2 separate regions of the Zea mays genome follow, and region 2 is linked to region 1. A link is a contact called in public Hi-C data. All regions are on one chromosome and are shown on one strand. Each heading gives the region's core, a stretch centred on a gene start, on an enhancer-like site or on the middle of the called end of the contact. The rest is flanking DNA. Distances are from core to core; before and after follow the strand shown.

The links. A called contact is a pair of places that touch in the nucleus more often than the background predicts.
Region 2: a Hi-C map of leaf mesophyll shows a contact between it and region 1, with 2.2 times the contacts expected there. The contact joins the promoter of LOC100280189 here to the promoter of LOC100501406 in region 1. A contact is called at or near these places in 2 of 25 Hi-C or Micro-C datasets (ear and leaf mesophyll).

Annotation. Positions count from the first base shown.
Region 1 is chr4:192,444,672-192,451,402 of Zm-B73-REFERENCE-NAM-5.0, forward strand. LOC100501406 reads left to right here and starts at 2,963. Exons shown (of 1, transcript NM_001196131.1): 1 at 2,963-4,300. The coding sequence starts at 3,115. The coding sequence ends at 4,224.
Region 2 is chr4:192,725,188-192,731,867 of Zm-B73-REFERENCE-NAM-5.0, forward strand. LOC100280189 reads left to right here and starts at 3,077. Exons shown (of 12, transcript NM_001153121.1): 1 at 3,077-3,931; 2 at 4,270-4,483; 3 at 4,568-4,648; 4 at 4,788-4,877; 5 at 4,972-5,058; 6 at 5,359-5,459; 7 at 6,611-6,644. The coding sequence starts at 3,198.

The sequences.
Region 1 (6,731 bases), core at 1,713-4,212:
CCCTAACTTTTCATAGTTTGTCTAATTTTTTTCTCCGTCTAAAGTTAGTTTTGTAATGCCTCCTTAGCCTCAAGTTAGAGCATCCCGAATGGCGCCCATGCATGCATCCATGAACAGCCCTTGTGGACTCCTCCACATCCTACTCTTTTCATCTTAGGGCATGTATGGAGTATAATGTTTAATATAGATGGTTTTTAAGGTGTCCAACGAGGGTATTTATAATTTTTTTTGAAGACGTCTCTCTGTTAAAAGACGTCTCTGGCTCGCGTAACCAAGTAGCAACAGACTTTTTACTTTTCACTGTATGAATTCGTCGTCTGTTCTATCGATCCGATGGTGTACAAACACATTTACTTCTATATTTATTAATAGACTACATTTATAGACACTCAATTGTAAATATAGTCTTTTAATTATCTCTTATGCTTGAAGAACCGTTTTAATGTCTCTCCACTATATATGTCCTTAAAATAATTGTCGTCCATGTTTTCTAAAATAGTTATTATTATTATGCCCTTTTTTAAATAAATTGTTTTCAAATTAAACATATATATATATATATATATTCATAGTGCACGTTTAAAATTATTATTATACATAATTTTAAATTCTATATTAACATTTAAATATAAATATTGCTAATAACGATAACTATTTTGAAAGAGAGTAGTTATGGTTACTCATGTAGATGGTGTAAGTGTCATACTGTCATGCACCAGACCATGTGAGGGGAGGAGGGTTAACAAAATCGGCGGGAAACCCCAGTAAACCGTCCGGTTTATTGAAACCGGACTGGCCCAGAATAGTTTTGAGCTATTTATTTATTTTATTTAAAATTCATAAATGTTTTTTTATAAATTTAAAAAAATTACTTCATCCGTCCATAAATATTGATTATTTCCGGGAGTTAATCAATTTTAACTTTAATACTTATAATATAAAATTAGTATCATTCGATAGATATTTGGATATATAAAATATTCGAAGATACAAATGGCTATATATTCTATAAATCTAGTTAAACATAAGAAAGTTTGACCCGCATGAATACTATAGCGACAAATATTTGTAGATGGAGAGAGTATAATAAAAAAACTATTCTTTTGGTATATCTCATTTTATTTTTAAAATTAATTCGTGTTTTTTATTAAAACACAAAAAAGGTAAAAAAAATACCGGTTTCTCGCCGAGAAATCTTCAAAAACATTTTATTTGAATTTGAAAATATAAACCGGTTGGTTTTTTTTGAAAAACAACGAAAACTGGTTTCTTGGTAGAGTTTGGTGGTTTCTGTGGGACAGTTTCGCCGGTTGGTAACCGTTTTTTGAATTTTTAAGTTTAAAATGTCAAACTGTGCGGTTTTTCTAGGTTTTAGCTTTTTTTGTCGGGAAACTGAAACCGGTGAGAGTTTTTTTTTAAAAAAAAATTATTGAAAACGCTTTACAGACCTTGTAGTACTCGAGTGGAGTCGTCTATAAATGGCGCGCGGCCGACAACGGGAGAGGCCTGATCCCAAGTTCACAACTCAGACACCCACTAGCCTCCAAGGCCTTCACTGGCCCTTTGCCCCTTTGCTCGCTCGTCCGTAGGCGGCGCAGCCATGCACGCCGCCGACGCCTCCCAGTCCCAGCCCCAGTCGTCCCAGTCCCACGCCGACGCCGAGCTGGCCGCGGCCCTGCGCGAGTGCGTGGCCCACGTCGCGGCCGGCCGCTTCGACGGCGGCGCCAACCGCTGCTTCGCGCGCGTGTCGGCGCTCGCCTCCCTGGGCGACGGGCCGCCGCAGCGGCTGGCCAGGATCATGGCGGACGGCCTGGTGCGCCGCCTCATCGGCAGCTTCACCGGCAGGGGCATCAGCGGCGCGCTCATCGACTCGTGCGGCGACTACTTCGACCGCCAGTCCGTCCGCGCGGCCCGCTGCGCCTTCTTTAAGCTCCTGCCCGCGCTCAGGGTGGCCTTCGTCGCCATCAACCGAGCCATCCTAGACGCCATGGAGAACGAAAAGGTCATACGATATACTGTACTTCAGAATTCCGATTCTCCCAAGCATTCTGTCGTCCGTTTCAGACTGATTAAAATGTGTTTCTTTTTCAATCCCGGTAACGATTTGATGCAGACAATTTTCGTGCTATATATATGGCCAAAGGAACCCGTACGCTGGAATTGGAGTTAGAAAACTAGCTCCTCTTGCAAATTTAAAATACAACCTATATTTCACCGGCAGAGAAACGACCTTCAATTCAGGTTATTAGTCTCAACTAGAGTTAAACTAGTACAATGGACATGTGTACTGCGACGACGAAAAACCGTATTTGATATACCGATAAAAAATAAATTTAAATTAAAGTGAATATATGGTTCATATATCAGATATCAAACTGATAAAAATAAATATTATACTTTATATATATAGCTGAAAGATCGAGAAAGGTATATGTAAAAAAGAACAAACCGATCCTTTTTTATAGCTTATTCGGTCGCTCGTTCTCCTTCAGCTAGCGAGTTGTAATATTACACTTTTTATCAAGTTTACAAACATATCTTATTAAAAAATAAAAAAAATTAAAGTCACACTTAAAATATATTTTAAAGTATATTATAAATAATACTCCCTGCATCCTAAAATAAAATTCATTTTACATTTTAATTATTTTATACAATAATTAAAATATTTGTTTTATATGTGTATTCATCATCATCATCCATTTAAACATAGACATACAAATTAAGAGTTAAAATGATTGATATTTTGAGATGGAGGTGTCACATTAAAGTTAAATATAATTATATTTTTAAAATTTAGTGTAAACATTCAAACAAATTATAAATGACAACGGAGGAATAGCCAAAATTACGTAGCCCTTGTCGCGTTCCCTATCTCCGCGCCAACCTCGCCTCTTTCACGCACCTGCACCATAGCAATGGTCGTTAGAGTTACTAGGCCCGAAAATATTCACGATCTATTAAAAAAACAAGAAGGATGTTCATTTTATGAATAGTAAATTTACATTTTCCCCTCCATGTTTCATCTATTTCGCTTCGTTGCTTTGATCACAGTTCGTGCACGTAATCGACCTGTCCGGTCCGGCGGCTCACCCCTGGCAATGGCTCAAGCTCATGCGCGCCTTCCACGGCCGCCCGGGCGGGGCGCCGCAGCTCCGTATCACCATGGTCCACGACGACGAGGCCTTCCTGGCCCACACGGCGGCGCTGCTCCGCAGGGAAGCCGAGGCGCTGGACATGGCGTTCTCGTTCCACCCCGTCCTGGGCCGGCTCGAGACCCTGGACCTCGGCGACCTGCACCACGCCCTCGCCATGCGGTCCGGCGACGCGCGCGCCTTCAGCTGCGCCCTCCAGATGCACCGCCTCCTCGCGGTTGACGACACCGACACCCAGCAGCAGCTGGCCGCCGCGGCTGTTGGAACCGGACCGAGTGTTGGCCCAAGAGCGGCGTCGTCGTGCTCATGCTACCCTCCGGGCGACGTCGCGTGCTACTACTGCCCCCCGGAGACCGCCAAGACGAGCCTCCCCGACCCCAGCCCGACGACGCCGTTCGCTGCACAGGCGTCGTCGTCGTCGTCGCCGCACCCGCAGTGGACCGCCGTCCCGCGGCCGGCGCTGCTGCCACCTTTGGCGGGCTTCCTGTCGGCGGCGCGCGCGGCGTCGCCCAAGGTGGTGTGCGTGATGGAGCAGGACGCCGGCGACAACGTGGCCGGCGGGCTCGCGGCGCGGTTCGAGGAGGCGCTGCAGCACTACGCGGCGGTGTTCGAGGCCCTGGACGACGCGGCGGGCGCGGCGGGCGAGGAGCGGGCGGCGGTGGAGCGCGTCCTGCTCTGGGAGGAGGTCCGGGACGTGCTGGCGCGGGACGGGCCCGAGCGGCGCGAGCGGCACGAGCGGCTGCACCAGTGGGCCGCGCGCATGGCCGGCGCCGGGTTCGCCGGCGTGCCGCTCAGCTACGTGGCCAAGATGGAGGCGGACGCGGCGCTGCGCAGGTGCGGGCTGCGGGGGTACGAGACCAGAGGTGTCGGAGGTTGCCTCCTCCTGTGCCGCCGCGGGCGCCCTCTCTACTCGGTCTCCGCGTGGCGGCCGTGGCCTTCCCGGGGCTCTGCCTCTGCTTCTTCTTCTGGGAGTGGGAGCAGGAGCAGCAGGCTGCCACAGCTCGTGGCGGCGCCGGTGCAGATGCCGTGGCCGCTCCTACTGCCTCCTCCGGTTTACCACACTCACTGACTCACACGACTCAGTATATATATACTCGCAAGAACAGACATCTACACCGAATCCACTCTAACAATCCATCTCTCTGGACATGTAGTAGTTACTAGAAAATATCGCTGCATCAATGAAAAGATATATATATGTACTATGTGAGAATACGAGTTCTAGTGTGGTTGGAAAAATGTTAAAATATAGAAATGTTAAACTATCTAATATGGCTCCGGGGATGCCGCCGCCGCCGCACTCGTCGCATCTGTCGTGGGACAACTCCGGCGAGCCCGATGAGCAACACATCATCTTCGCTGGCGGATCCCAAGTTCAGTAGCTATTGTGTACCGAAACAGTTCACCGGTGGATCCGAGATTCAGTAGGAGAGCTGCTTATGGTGAATTTCAAATTGACCACTTTTTAAAAGGTGGTCCTGTCTCAAACGGATCATAAAGTCCTGCCAACACAACACATGGTGATGATGTACGATACCAAAGCAAGAAAGAAAGAAAGAAAGAGTTCAACATCATCGTCATTACCAGATTCTGTTTATATAGAAAAACTCCGTCCACGAAAGACCAATTTCAATATGCACTTGAGTTGTTCCCATTTTCAAACGAACTTCGTGGAAAATTGAATCATACATACTATCGCTTGAATAAGCCTGCAAATACTAGGGTCTTTGTCCGTTCGTGTTGTCAAACACCCTTGTAATCTTGTTCCACCCACCCATCATCATCTCCATGACACCATGCCTGTGTCCGGCCGCCACACCTATTTTAATCACAGCTCCAATGTCCCTCGACTGAATCGACATGGATCAGCACACCAGCATCTCTCCTCAAAACTACGTCGCGTAGGAGGCCCCATCGCTGCTTGGCTCGGCGCTGTCATCAGCTCCCGACGAGCCTGATGCGTCCGGCCGCCACGCCGACACCGAGTAGAGTGGCCACGAGCTCCAGCACAAGAGCAGGCAGCCGCCCTGCTCCCTGCTCTCCGTCGCCGCGCACCCGCTGAGGCCGCACCTGTCCAGCACGTCGTTCCCCGCCCTCATCGCGCCGTAGCTCAGCGCCACGCTCCTGAACCCGCCCAGCTCCATGCGCGCCGGCCCGCAGCAGCACGTCCCGGATCTCCTCGCCCAGCACCGCGCGCTCCACCTCCGCCCGCTCGGCGGCGGGCCTGCGGTACGCCTCGGCGGCCGCGTCCAGGCAGTCGTACACGGCGGCGTAGTACCCCAGCGCCTCGCCGAAGCGCTCGCGGAAGGAGACGCCGCCGTGGCCGGCCTCCTGCTCCGTGACCACCACCACCGCGGGCGCCAGCGCGCGCGCCACCGCCGCCAGGAAGCTCGCCAGCGCCGGCGGCGTCTGGCGCTGCTGCTGCGGCGGCGGTGGCGTGGACGGCGGCGGGGAGACGAAGCCCAGCGGCGTGGCGGGGCTGCCGCTGTCGTCGACGTCGCTCGGCGGGCACGACGTGGACGCCATCCGCTGCAGCCGCGAGACGGCGACGCTCGCCGTCCGGCTGGAGCGGTGGCCGGCGCTGAGGGTGGCGCCGCCGCCCGCCGGGTGGTCGTCGTCGTCGGCCACCGCGAGCAGGCGGTGCAGCTGCAGCGTGCACGCGACCGCGCGCGCCTCGCCGGACCGGAGCCTGAGCACGCCGTGCAGGTCGCTGGGGTCCAGCGCCTCGATCTTGCCCACGACGCGGTGCACCTGGAATGGCACGTCCAGCTCCTCGGCCTCCTCGGTCAGCCGCGCCGATATGGCGGCGAGGAGGTCCCGGTCGTCGTGGACGATGGTGAGGCGCAGGTGCGGCGGCCCGCCTGGGCGACGGCTGAAGTCGTGCAGGAGCTTCAGCCACTGCCATGGCTGCGCCGTAGGCCCCGCGAAGTCGACGATGTGGACATTCTGATCGAGTGAAACGATTAATTATAGAGCTTACTGTTGACAGTATGCAGTAATAACTTAGAACATGTCCTGCCGGCATGGCACGGCCCAGCCCAGGACTATTGTGCTTCAAGCGCAATTTTTTTTGGTTAACATGACATGAAATAATTTCACTGTGCCGCCGTGCCTAAGTCAAACTCCAGCGCAATTTTTGGGTGTGTTTGGTTGCAAGACAGATAGGACAGGGATATTCTCTGGCGTCCTCTATCGTCTCTCCAATTTTGAGGGATAACTGGAGACAATACTGAGATAGTCATGTCCCAACCCTTAACTCTCAACCAAACAACCTTATTTGAGGGATCGTCCCATTCCATCATGTCCTATCATTGCAACCAAACACACTTTGCACGCCTGTGAGTACTGTTTATCCTTCCAGCAAACTCTCTATCACGAAATGCAGAATCGAAGCTCCATGCACTCCCTTTTTCTACTAAGATAAATATAATTAACTTAGCTCAAAATTACTTTCTCTCTATATATTGAAAGCATATATTCTACTAAGATAAATATAAGTATAAATGTTTTCTATAACATTTATGAAAGGATAAAAAAAATATTGAAGTATTAAAGAATCATTTTAACGTTAGTTTT
Region 2 (6,680 bases), core at 1,827-4,326, 280 kb after region 1:
TTGTCCAGCAGAAGCTAGAATATTTAATCCTGGACAGGGAAAGCTAGATGAGAGAACCACTAGCTGCCATTTTATTGGCTACCCTGACAGATCGAAGGGTTACAGATTCTACTGCCCTAACAGACAAACCAAGTTCATAGAAACCAGACATGCCATTTTCTTAGAGGATGACATGATCAAGGGGAGTAAGGTACTCAGAGAGGTTGACCTTCAGGAAAAGAGGATGTATGTCCCGTTTCCGATGGTTGAAGAACCATACTTCTCGATACCCACTGTGGTTCCACCAACAGTCACTCCGACTGTGGGTGAAACCCCTGCTGCAAATGTGGCATCATCTAGTGCAACTACTACAGAGCAAGTAGCTTCACCTTCTGCGCATATTGGCCCTGAGCCAGTTGCACAGGACAGTTCAGAAGATGATGATAGTGTTGCGCCAAGTGACGCACCATTGCAGGAGCCCCAGGTAGAATCTGACCCAGAACCAGAACCAAGTCTCAGGAGGTCACAGAGACTCAGAAAATCTGCGATTCCTGATGACTATGAAACCTATGCAGCAGAAAACATAGAATGTGATGAGATTCATATGAGTGAGGACATTGATACAGAAGGTGATCCCACTACATATGAAGCTGCTATGAGAAGTGCAAATTCATCCAAATGGTTATCAGCCATGGAAGATGAATTAGAATCCATGAGAATGAACAAAGTTTGGGACTTAGAAGTCATTCCCCATGGAGCCAAAACAGTAGGCTGTAAATGGGTCTACAAGACAAAGCGTGACTCCAGAGGGAACATAGAAAGATACAAGGCTAGACTTGTGGCCAAAGGGTTCACACAGAGAGAAGGCATTGACTACCATGAAACCTTCTCACCTGTCTCAACAAAAGATTCATTCAGGATTATAATGGCACTAGTTGCTCATTTTGATCTAGAGCTCCATCAGATGGATGTAAAGACAGCATTCCTAAATGGAGAGTTAGAAGAAAACGTGTTCATGGCACAACCAAAGGGTTTTGTTGTGAGCGGTAAAGAACACATGGGATGTCACTTGAGGAGGTCCATTTATGGATTAAAACAGGCCTCCAGACAGTGGTACATCAAGTTTGATCAGACTATAAGAAAGTTTGGTTTCGAGGAAAACAAGGAAGACAATTGCATTTATGCAAAATTTAGAAAAGGAAAGTATATCTTCCTTGTTCTGTATGTCGATGACATACTCTTAGCTAGTAGTGATAAGGATCTACTAGCGGAAACAAAAGGGTTTCTTTCCTCGAATTTTGATATGAAAGACATGGGAGAAGCCTCTTATGTTCTTGGAATAGAAATTCACAGAGACAGACAAAAGGGAGTATTAGGACTCTCACAGAAGTCATATATAGAAAATGTACTAAAGAGGTATAATATGCACAAGTGTAATGCCTCGCCTGGTCCAATAGTTAAGGGTGATAAGTTTGGGGAATATCAGTGTCCCAAGAATCAGTATGAGAAAAACAAGATGAAGTCAGCACCATATGCTTCAGCTATCGGAAGCATTATGTATGCTCAAGTATGTACTCGCCCTGACTTAGCTTTTACCACCGGGATGCTTGGACGCTATCAGAAGAATCCAGGCATAGAACACTGGAAAGCAGTCAAGAAGGCTCTAAGGTACCTTCAAGGTACTAAAGGTCTCATGCTTACGTACAGAAGATCTAATTCCCTACAAATAGTTGGCTATGCAGATGCCGACTGGGGAGGGTGTAGAGATACACTGAAGTCCACTTCAGGGTATGTCTTTATGCTTTCTGGGGGAGCTATTTCTTGGAAGAGCTGCAAACAGACAGCGAGAGCATCGTCGACAATGCACGCTAAGTTTGTAGCTACGTATGAGGCAACTGGACAGGCGATATGGATAAAGAAATTCGTACCCGGATTAAGAGTGGTTGATAGCATAGAGCGACCACTGAGAATTTACTGCGACAACGAGCCAGCGGTATTTTTCTCCCATAACAATAAGTCAAGTGGCTCTGCCAAGTACATTGACATTAAGTGTTATATTGTTAAGGAGAAGATTCTGGATCACACCATTCAAGTTGAGCATATAAGAACCCATCAGATGCTTGCGGATCCGCTCACAAAAGGTCTTCCACCCAGCGTGTTTAGTAAGCACGCAGCCGGCATGGGATTAAGGGAGTACCTATGATCTAGAATCACAGGGGCTACAGATTGCAACCTAGTAAAATCTTTCGTTCTGAAGCAGGGGAGCATGTTGTAGTCAATGAGTGCGGTGATACTTAATAGATCATTGTCACACATTGGTCTCTATGTGTAAACTTGTTAAAGGACGGAATTAATAAAAGTTTGAGTGTGAGATATGTAGAGAACAAAGGGGAGATTGTTAGGATGTGTCCTCTACACTAGCCGGTTAACAGTAACCGGGGTAGGGTTAATCCTAACCGTCTAACCGCGCCCCTGATCGGGGGGGCTATCCTAACCGTTGGTTGCAGCCCCCGGTCACACGACGCCATATAAATAGATTAAGGGGGCCGACGGGTTTAGCTAACGCTAATCGCTCGACCACAAACCCTAATCGACACTTTGAGAGGAACCGATCCCCTAGGCGCTCGGAGTGACTGGAATCGCTGTGACTATGTCTCAGATCCCCGTTATCCCATCAGGATCTGAGATTCCCCCTGCAGGCAACATTGGAGGAGCTGATCCACCGCCGATCAACGACGGAAACCAATCTCCTCGACACCAGCAGGGAGATCGACAAGAAGGAGGAGGCGGGTCTTCGCTGCAAGACGCCGCCGCAATGATGGCTAGGAACAACAACGACAGTATGTTAAACTATACCCCTCAGTAGAATAGATCTACTCATCATCGAGGTATTTTAGACACGGATTGGTATTCTAGGGACTTAGGAAACGATCCTAAGCACCAGTAATTTCCAACATTTTTGTCTTCCTCTTCCTCACCGCAGCCGCCGTGCTCGTGTCAGCCAGCTCCGCTCCGTGGCGCCTACGAAACCACCACCCGTCCGGATCCGGATATATTCTCCATTCCCTGCTGACTGACTGTGACTGACATGTCGTCGGACTCCTCTCCTTTTCCAGATCACTCACATACACATTTCGCGCATCCACTGACTTTAACACAAGATCCCCGCCAGCGCCGCCGCGCGACCACCCCTTCCTAAACCCCGACGACCACCAACCATGGCCTTCAACGCTAAACCCTACTGCTCCACCACCGCCAAACCGCCCACCCCCGCCGCCCACCGCTCGCCGTCCGGCCCGTCCCCCTGCATCTCCGTCCGCGCCGCCGCCGTATCCCCCCGCGCCCGGCACTCAGCCTATGGCCTCTCCGCCGCCGGCAACGCGTCCTCCAGCACCGTCCGCCTCCGCGCGCTGGCCCAGCGCACCCGGGCGCAGCCGCAGCCTCCCCGGCGGCGGCCCGAGTACGTGCCGAACCGCATCGACGACCCCAACTACGTGCGCATCTTCGACACCACGCTCCGCGACGGGGAGCAGTCGCCGGGCGCCACCATGACGAGCGCCGAGAAGCTCGTCGTCGCGCGCCAGCTGGCCCGCCTCGGCGTCGACGTCATCGAGGCCGGGTTCCCGGCCTCCTCCCCCGACGACCTCGACGCCGTGCGCTCCATCGCCATCGAGGTCGGCAACCCGCCGCCGGGGGACGACGGGGGCGCCCACGTGCCCGTCATCTGCGGCCTCTCGCGCTGCAACAGGAGGGACATCGACGCCGCGTGGGAGGCCGTCAGGCACGCGCGGAGGCCCAGGATCCACACCTTCATCGCCACCAGCGAGATCCACATGCAGCACAAGCTCAGGAAGACGCCCGACCAGGTCGTCGCCGTTGCCAGGGAGATGGTGGCGTACGCACGCAGCCTTGGGTGCGCCGATGTCGAGTTCAGCCCTGAGGATGCCGGCAGGTGCATCTCTTTGCAGTTTTATCTTGTTTTTTTTTTCTGAAGTAGAAGTTATTGTAGGGGGGCCTACAGTATTTTTATTGCTTGAGGAAACAAGAGGGGGTGTAGATACAGAAGGGTAAATACAGAAAGGAAAATGAGAGTTACAGAACAGAATATTTTTATTGCAGTTTTATCTTGTTTGGTCTGGCCGGTTTACTTGCGCAAATGGAATGCAAAATGTTAGATCATCCTAGGATGCCCTTAAACCTTTGTACTAATTCACAGACAAAGGATCTGTTTTCCCCTGATGCGCTTAAGGCTGCGGCCTGATAGATTTCAGTTTCCCAATTACCATCCAGGTCAAATCGAGAATTCCTGTACCATATACTGGAGGAAGTCATAAAAGCTGGGGCAACCACTCTTAATATCCCAGATACTGTCGGATACACTCTTCCTTATGAATTTGGGAAGTTAATTTCTGACATAAAGGAAAACACTCCTGGAATTGAAAATGCCATTATTTCCACTCATTGCCAGAATGACCTTGGCCTTGCAACTGCCAACACATTAGCGGTACATACCTTCTCCTTATTTGATTCTATTTTATTATCATTGGTTTAATCTTTAACCGGGTTACTAATTTGACTTACACTTTAGGGTGCTCATGCAGGAGCACGACAGTTAGAGGTGACTATTAATGGTATTGGTGAAAGGGCTGGAAATGCTTCATTGGAAGAGGTGAGCTCATGTACTTGCCATATTATATGATGATATACCTTATGAAGTAATTTATGATGGATTTTCGAAAGGAATCTGAATTGACTTGATACTTGATAGAGTGTTTTTGCATGCCTAATATTTCTGATCTCCTGTTCAGGTTGTCATGGCAATTAAATGTCGTGGGGAGCTCTTAGATGGTCTATATACGGGAATAAATTCCCAACATATTACTTTGACAAGCAAAATGGTACAATGATTGTCCTTGTTTGTTTCCTTTTTCTACCTCGTTTGAATTTTTCAGATGACTGAAATTTCTGGCGCAAATGCTCTAATTATTCTAGGTACAAGAGCACAGTGGACTTCATGTACAACCACATAAAGCTATTGTTGGTGCCAATGCCTTTGCCCATGAAAGTGGAATTCATCAGGTAAACATATTCAGCCTCTTTGCTGCCATGAACCTTTTGGGATTGCAGTTGTGGTGGGTTGGTTGTTTCGAAATCCTTAGCATTGATCCTTTTCGCTTCTTTGGTAATTTTTTCTCAACTTTTAGATGATTATTTTCACCTTTGCTTTGTGATGGATCAATCATGGCTTCACCTTGCATCATATATATAACTGTCTAACTGTTGATCTCAATGATGTATGATAATTATAAACTGTGTTGGTTATAGATTGGAATAGTTATTCATGTTCACTTTTCTTTTGCTTTATCATATTTTTTACAGGATGGGATGCTTAAATATAAAGGAACATATGAAATAATATCGCCTGATGATATTGGTTTAGCACGTGCAAATGAATTTGGTATTGTTCTTGGGAAACTCAGGTATTATGCAACCTACCCATACCCTCTTGACTTTGACTTCATTTTCTCCAATATTCTACTGTGATGTCTCTCAATTAGATTTCTCTTACCAACTTTCTACTTTTTACTTTTGTTTGATGGTATGCATCCTCTAACTAAAGAGCCATATATGTTAGATTTGAATGCTATGTATTTGGCTACAAAATAGGTATTAACTGTTGGCGACGTTCCTATTGGTAGTGTCACAAAAGTATTGGTAGTAGGGTAATGATGTAAATCATTACACTTAAGTCATGTCATAGGCATATGGCCTCTGATTCAATAATTATGCAATGATATGCTATATAGGGTTGGAAACGAGCCGAGCCGAGCTCGGCTCGGTGCGACTCGATGGTTGATCGAGCTCAGCTTGGCTCGTCCATTGCACGAGCTCAAGAATGAGGCTCGGTTCGGCTCGAAGTGGGCTCCGCGAGTCATACCCTGGTGGCCTGGTAAATATTATTGTATTATAAAATAAATTAAAATATATCAATGTGAAATATAAAAATCACCATTCAATATTATGAGTAATTTAAATAATGAATTGTCATATATTCATCATCAAAAGGTAAGAAACGAGCCTATTATCTATAGAATTATCCAATATTCATTATTTTTCTGCAGATTAATTAATTTGGCATAGCTCGTGAGCCAAAACGAGCCAGCTCGGCTTGGCTCGCTGCTCCAACGAGCTCGAAAATAGGCTCGGCTAGCTCAAGCCAGCTCGCGAGCCTCGTGTTTTTTTTTCTAGCCCTAGTGCTATATTCTTAAACTTGAAACCTTGATCGTTTAGGGTTAGTTTGGGAACCTCATTTTCCCAAGAGTTTTTCATTTTCCTAAGGGAAATTAGTTCATTTTCCCTTGGGAAATTGAAAATCCCATGGAAAAATGGGGATGCCAAACTATCCCTTAATGTGGCAATTGTTTGGTGTTCCATTACTCTATTTATCATGGTTATGCTTCTAGGATTGTTGGCTTGTTATAGTTTCCTACACTTCTAGCTTAGCTGAATTAGATATTTCATGGTAAAATACAATTGGACAGTCATAAATAAAATGATAAAATAAGTCGGATTGTAGAATATCATCATCCATAGTAATGTGCTATCTTTTTTCTCTTTTCTTGTTGTCCAGTGGAAGGCATGCAGTGAGATCTAAGCTGGTAGAGGTACAGCTTGAATATTTCTTTGTTTTTCTTGCTACA